Regions from separate parts of the Sus scrofa genome. Here region 2 is linked to region 1. The links are chromatin contacts, called in public HiChIP or PLAC-seq maps. All regions are on one chromosome and are shown on one strand. Each heading gives the region's core, a stretch centred on a gene start, on an enhancer-like site or on the middle of the called end of the contact. The rest is flanking DNA. Distances are from core to core; before and after follow the strand shown. Region 1 holds the start of PBLD (phenazine biosynthesis-like domain-containing protein). Region 2 holds the start of DDX21 (nucleolar RNA helicase 2).

Evidence for each region. HiChIP or PLAC-seq counts read pairs in DNA pulled down with a chosen protein or histone mark.
Region 2: an H3K27ac HiChIP or PLAC-seq map of alveolar macrophages shows a contact between it and region 1. The contact joins the promoter of DDX21 here to the promoter of PBLD in region 1. A contact is called at or near these places in 2 of 5 promoter capture datasets (fetal skeletal muscle and liver) and 2 of 2 datasets of contacts at active chromatin or transcription factors (alveolar macrophages and skeletal muscle).

The regions. Positions count from the first base shown.
Region 1 is chr14:71,485,740-71,489,354 of Sscrofa11.1, reverse strand. It overlaps PBLD (phenazine biosynthesis-like domain-containing protein), which reads left to right and starts at 1,813. Exons shown (of 10, transcript XM_021073523.1): 1 at 1,813-1,943. HNRNPH3 (heterogeneous nuclear ribonucleoprotein H3 (2H9)) reads right to left here and starts at 3,060. Exons shown (of 10, transcript NM_001243555.1): 1 at 2,902-3,060.
Region 2 is chr14:72,038,063-72,041,677 of Sscrofa11.1, reverse strand. DDX21 (nucleolar RNA helicase 2) reads right to left here and starts at 1,693. Exons shown (of 15, transcript XM_005657387.3): 1 at 1,509-1,693. The coding sequence starts at 1,595. LOC106508089 (a long non-coding RNA gene) reads left to right here and starts at 1,725. Exons shown (of 3, transcript XR_001304647.2): 1 at 1,725-2,153.

The DNA.
Region 1 (3,615 bases), core at 564-3,063:
AAATAATCTGCTGTGAAAAGACCTTAGGATGTGGGGGCTTTATGTTACTTAGAACATTTATTTATTTATTTTTCAATGTAAAGGTACCACTTCAGGAATTCAAAAAAGATGGAAACTGACTTATAGTTATAAATCTTAGCACTTTCCAAGAAATACTAGCAAGCAAACTATACTAGCTTTGATTTTTGGATCAGCCTATTCCAAAGTGCATAAAAACAATACAGTCTATAAAGAACACACCAAACTGTTAACACAATTTTAATTTGGGGAAAGGTTAAGCAGATTTGGAAGACAAACTACTTCAGAATGACTCTCCATCCCATGTGAATGAGTACACAACAAAGTAACCCACACTCTACTAACTCTTCAAAACTCAAAATTAGAACCTGGAATTCTATTTACAAAACCAAACCAAGACAAAACCTGAAGGCATAAAAAAAAAAAAAAAAAAAAAACACCAATCTGTTCTGATACCTTAATAAAGTTGTCTCAGAAACTACCTAAAAAAAGTGTTTACCAATTATTCAGGATAATCCTTCTCAACCTTTCTTTACAAGTGTCACAGCAATTCTGCTTTAAAAATTTCTAGTGTTAGCATCAATCAAAACACCAGCAGCTGAAATACACAGTTTGTCAGTTCTGTATGAAATTTTTAATGTAATTTCCTAAACATTAGGCTAAGTGAAAGAAACCAGTCACAGAAGACCACTACTGTATGATTTTAAATGGATGAAGTTAACGATCTGTGAACTGTATCTCAAAGCTGTTAAGAAAAAACATCTTAGAAGCCAAATGAGATAAAATTCCTTTATAACATAAAGGGTTTGATACATTAATAAACAACCCTAAACCATGCTTCTAAAAAAGTTCCTTGGTCAGCAGGTTAAGAAGGATCCTGTGGTGTCACAGCTGTGGCACAGGTTTGGCCAGAAAATTAAAAAATGAGAGGTAACTTCAAAATTTTGGTCAGAAGTGGTGATGAAATGCTTAAATAAAATGGAAATCATTCCCTTTTCATTGTGCTTGCTCAATTTTAAATAAAAATAGACTCACACACTACTACTTGGAGGTGAGGTGTCTAAACGGATTTCTTTTCTAGAACAAAGTTACCACCCACTGCAGTTCAATCACTTGTTTAACAAAGTAAGAATACCAAAACTACACAGTTGTTTAAAATATAAAAAGCAATTTAGATGCATTTCCAAATCATGATGCAGATGAAGGGCAGGAAAAAAGGTTTCTAGGGTAATCCAATCAGGGAAGCTGTTACACCACACAAGACTTTATAAGAAACTGGGCTATATGTCTTTACAAGTGCATAGAAACACAGAACATCTTCAACATCATGAAGATCTTTTTCATTTTTAAAGATGAAAAAATAAACACACTTGTAAAGATTCATATGCATTATTGGAAGTCTCATGCCTTGCCTGTCCTTTACTTTGCACAGTTTTCAGTGAAAATTACAGACCCAGTTCTCCAATGTTCTAAGGACCGAAAAAAAAAAAAAAAAAATCACAGCACCACATGACTGGGCTTGCAGTTTGTTTTTCTGTTGAGTAGGGTTATTTTCTTCGCCAAAATGTTACTATAGTCCTAAGCCAAATAGAAAATTCGCTTAGCTACCGAAAGAAAATAAACCCTAACTGTATTTTGAAGTATTTTATTTCCACAGCCTTAATGCCAAAACAATCTTTGCACAAAATAAAAATCTTGGAGATTGGTGAAAGCCGATAACGCAATTCCTATACACACATTTTTTCCATCACTGGTTGTTTTTTAACAACTGTTTCCCAAAAGTAAACCACCTACTTAAATTCTAACACAGTATTCGCCAAACTACACAAAACCATTGCTAAACCATCCCGCCCCCGCCCAAAGGTTCAGAAAGTCGTATCTTGGTTCACCTGCTTGAAATAAGCCCCACTGCACATTCCTATTCGGTAAGTCACCCGCTTTTCTGCTTACAATTACCCATAAAGTCTCCCAATACGGTTTAAGTGGAAAAAACCCTTTGGAAAATGAGTACGTACTCTTTTCGAAGCTCCAAACCTGGAATATAAGGGCCGGCTAAGCGTCCTTTATTCCTCCCCGGAGGCTTTTCGTTTTATCTAGCTGCCCTAGAGACCAGAGAGCTAGGGAGAGTACGCCCCTTCCCCCCCTTCCCGTTCGGCAGCAAAGCTTGGCTTAAAAACCTTCGCCACCCGGCGGCGGAATTACAAAGGAGGCCGTCTGCCTCCTTTGTCCCGGGTTTGGGAGTTGAGCGCCTTCGTCGCCATTGGCTTTCCTCCCCCAGCTCCAGCCTCTCTCATCTTGGGAATCTGCGTCAGAAGTCACTCGCAGTCCCGCCAGCCCAGGTAGCCCAGCTGAGACTGCGGAGGAAGGGAGGCCGCGGTGGGAGGCCAGGCCCATCCGGCGCCATTTCCAACCGGAGCGCGCCCGAAGGCCCTGAGCCTCCCCCCACCCAAGTGCCCAGCCTTTCCCAGCTCGCTTCCTTCCCCACCCACATCCCTTCCGAGGCGCTCTAACCACCGCCCCCCTCCCCGGACTCCTAAATCAGTTTTCGGAAGCTAAGGGGCAAGAAGCAGAAAGAGAGGAGAAGGGCGGGAAGCCCAGGTGGCCGCGCCACCGTACCCAAAATGGCGGAAGCCAAACCAGCAGGGAAAAGACGGGAAATGCGTGATGAGCCCCACTTCGGGCCTCGGCTTCGTCCACTAAATCCCCCCTGAGTAAGTCCCCCCCCCGCCCGGCAGGCCGCCCCCGAAGTGAGAGATCGCCCGGGGGGGCGCAGCCTGGCCACCTCCGAGCGGCGACCTCCACACTTCGCCCCGCCCCACCCCCTCCCAGTTTCTCTTTCGTCCTTCTCCCGACTCCACTCTCGAAACCACCATCCCAACCTACCCCCTTTTACTTCAGATACCCTGTCGAGCGACAGTAGCGCCGACTCCGCTGCTTGCGGGGCCCGGTCGTGGAGAAGGAGAAGTCGCCTGCCTCGTGTAGCGCTCCCACAACGGTTCTTCCAACCGTCTCCGGCGGTGGCAACCGCTGAGGGAGCTGCGCAGCAGAGCGACTGGCTTGGGGGGATGGGAGAGCGCGAGAGAGAAGGAGGGGGTGGAGCGAGAGCGAGGAAGACCCACCGGCCCCGCTCTCGCGAGGCAAGAGAGTCGGTCCCGCCTTGGCGCGGAAGGCAAGAAGTGCGCTTGCGCGTTGGTGGAAGGCCTGGTTGTTGGGGTCGGGGGAAGGTGGAGGGTCAGTAACTCCGCTTTTCTTGCTTACCCTAAAACCTTCAAATTCTCAAAGCCACCTTTCTGCTTTCGCGGGGAGATGTGAAGTGGCGAAAGTATTCCTTCCTGTTTGTGTTGCAAGAATCCTGGAGTCGAGTTTTGGAGAAGTCCGCTTTTTCCCAGCGAGAGCAAATTCTGTAAGGCTCCGCCCTCACCCCGCGTCACCTGCGTGGAAAGGGAGCCACGTGGTTCGGCAGCCAAATGCGGGGAGGGCTTTTCTTGTCCACCATGTTTGCGTTATGCAGTAAAAATAGTAGTGTTTTCCGGCTGGGAAGATACAGTAATGTCCACCAGGCCCCTATTTGGGTTCTCAGGCTGGAGCTCCTTCCCC
Region 2 (3,615 bases), core at 444-2,943, 550 kb before region 1:
TAATTTGATTCTGATACACAAATGAGACCATGTATAGCCACAGACGGATGTTAAAATTTCTTTCTCTGCTAGAATTCCTCTTCAGGCAAAACGGGGGTTCATAATATTTGCCTTGCCTACCTCACAAATGCCAATGAGTTTACATAGACACTTTACGAATCAAAAACGTATAAAGACCCACAACATATCACTCTGTGAATAAAAAAGATATATCTAATTTAAAGGAAAAACAAAGCACATGTTACAAGAAAACGGAATGAGTGAAATCTCAGAACCAAACCAGACAATGGCTCCTGCTTGAAATGTCTGACCCTCTCCAACTTCTCATATTTTTGAAAACTTTGTATTACTGAAAACAACTGGAAAGGTGTTTTAGCCTCTATTAAAACCTCTCTAGCAGAGCCCCAGGTCAACTCCAGAAGTGAGACTTTACACTGAGCTGAAACCTGCCTCCCTGCAATTTCAGGCCTAGCCTCTGTCCTTAATCTCTCCCACACGACCCATCCTTCAGACAGCTGAAAAATAATCTGGTCTCCTCCATCTCAAAGCTTTATTTCTTTCATCCCTTGCTTCCATCAAACGAGGCTGGATTTCCAATTCCGGTGGTCTCCTTTGGAAAGCAATAGAGTATGGTCATGTCCCTTCTAATTTCAGCATCCCATAATTTAACAAGTTGCAAGGCAGGTAAACCAGGACCACTTCCTCCCCACCTGTGAGCACAAGTCTGCGCTACCTCGGCTTCCTACAACACCAAAACATTGTTTTTGTAGAAATTCCCCATCAAAAAGACCCAGAAACAGCAAGGAGAGAAAATTTTAAGTCGTATACAAGTTCAGGGACAATCTTTGCTCTCAGTGACCTTATCTCAGAGCAGAGACTCAGTCACAGGTTAAATCGCTATCTAAGGAAGTAAGAGCGGGAGGCAGCTATCGAGGTAATTGCACACGGTGTGCAGTTAAGCATCAATACATGTCTTTACATTTCCAAGGAAAATATGGCTAAAAATATTAAGAGGGACTGAACTTATCTTCTAAGGGCCGCTTCCCGGAAAACAAGTAGTACCTCCCTACTATGGTAAAAAAATGTCACTGCGGACGCCGCCCACGTGTGCGGATGGCCTTATGGGCTGGCCAGCCCCGCTGAAAGCTTTAAAGCCCTACCTACAATTCCCTCCGCGCACACTCACGCCGGGAGATATCAGTCTGGGCCAAAACGTGGGGGCCTAACCGTGACCGTTCTACTTTGCTCACCCGGTGCGGAGCGCCCAGACTCAGAGACCACGTGGGACACCCGGCCGGCTCTCCAGCTGCGATCGCCCCCCCCACCGGACCTCCGGGCAGTGCGCCCACCGCCCGCGGAGAGCACCGACCACTCTCCCGCGCCCCTTGGCCGAAACCCACGCCGATCACCGGCCAAGTCGGGTCCGCGCCTCGCGCCGCCAGCCCAGGCCCCTCATCTCAGAGCCCCTTGTCCTGCCTTGCCCCAGGTCCCTCGGCCCTCGGTGGTACCTTCTCATTTTGCTTTCGCGGCATCTCCACTTTTGCCGTGGCGGTTTCTGACTCCAAATCCGCGTCACTACGAAGTTTCCCCGGCATCACTCTGCACCTGCTGGGTAGGCCGACCGATCTCGTCAACCGCGTGGAGAGGAAGAGAGAGCCCAACCTTTTTAGCCCACCCAGCTCCCGTCACTTCCTGTAGCAGAGTTCATCCTGCGGAAGCGGAAGTTCCCCAGGGAGGCGGCGGCACATGTGGTTCCAAAGCAGCTGCAGCTCACGCCGGCTGGTGTGAGTTGAGTGTTTACAGTGCCTGAACTAGAAGCCACCCTCAGAAGGGTAAACGGAAGGAACCGCAAAGGTTGGCTTTATTGTCGTTAAAACACTGGCGAGATTTTCGCTAGCCTCGGCCTGATATTGGAAGATTTTTAGCTGTTTTTGAGTGGCGCCTTTTCAGTGCTTTATTTTAGATTGCTAGCCTTGGCAAGCTCCTTTCACGAGCAGATGCGCAGGACGTATATTCTTGGTTATCCTGTGGAAACGTCACACTTGAAAGGAGACGCCCAGACTCACTGGCCTCGATAGTAACTGGAGTTCTGTCAGGTCTGGTCATTACTGCGTGCACTCACCGTACCTCCCCCTGAGCATTCACCATGTCAGGTATGAGAAACAAGGCTAGGATTCAGCACAGAAGCCTTGCCTTCAAGACGTTTTATAGGCTGGGTGGAAATAGACGAGTGTCAGTTGTTTTGAAGGCACAGACAGGCAACTGAACCGGCCTTGGGGCCTGAAGAAAGGATCCCCAAACCACGTGGACCTCTATTAGAAAATACAGGGGCTCTCAGTCTTGCATAATGTGGACACTATACGAATTCAAGCAGTTGAGGAAAAGTGGTATATTGAATAATCTGTGACAGTATCGCTAAACTTCCTGTGAAGAACTAGTGAGACAAAGAACTGGGAGCCAATTCATCATGAAATCATTTTAAAAAATCGGTTGAGGGAGTTCCTGTTGTGGCTCAGTGGTTAACGAATCTGACTAGGAACCATGAGGTCTCAGGTTCGATCCCTGGCCTTGCTCAGTGGGTTAAGGATCTGGCGTGGCCGTGAGCTGTGGTGCAGGTCGCAGACGCGGCTCGGATCCTGTGTTGCTGTGTCTCTGGTGTAGGCCGGTGGCTACAGCTCCGATTGGACCCCTAGCCTGGGAACCTCCATATGCCGCAGGAGCGGCCCTCAAAAGGGAAAAAAAAAAAAAAAAAAAATCGGTTGAGGAGTTCCCACAGTGGCACATTAAGTTAACTGTCCAGCATGTCTCTGTGGAGTTGCAGTTTAGATCCCCCAGCAGGCACAGTGGGTTAAGGATCTGGTGTTGTCACATGTGGCATAGACTGCAGATTACAGCTGAGTCTTGGATTCCATCCCTGGCCCAGGAACTTCCACATGCCAACAGGTGCAGCAAAAAATGGGGTGGGTTGGGGGTGTGTGTGTGTGTGCGCGCGCGCGTGCATGTGAAATCTTCCCTGGCCTTGTAAACCTTCATCATCTTGCTCTGATTTTTGGATATGTTTCTTAATCTGAACCCGAGTTTCTCATGCATAATGGAGCTGGCAAAATTAATATAATGGACACACACAGACACACAAAAGAGCTCCCATTATGGCTCAGTGGTTAATGAATCCGACTAGGAACCATAAGGTTTCGGGTTCGATCCTTGGCCTCGCCTAGTGGGTTAAGAATCTGGTGTTGTCATGGGCTGTGATGCAGGTCAAGGCAGCTGGGATCTGCATTGTTGTGGCTGTGGCACAGGCCAGGGGCTACAGCTCCGATTAGACCCCTAGCCTAGGAACCTCCATATGCCGTGGGTATGGCCCTAGAAAAGACAAAAATAAATAAATAATAATAATAATATATATATATATATATAAAACGAATCAAAAGAGTGCAGCAGTACCTGGCACATACAGCACAGTAAATAAGAGCTATTAAAACTCATAAGCGTGTCAAGATTTGTGGAAAGACAATTCAAAATTAATCATTTTATGACAAAGGAAAATGCTGGAAGTTTTATTTATGTATTTCATAAGATTAATTTTACTGCACTTTTAATCTGACAGTTTAAAGG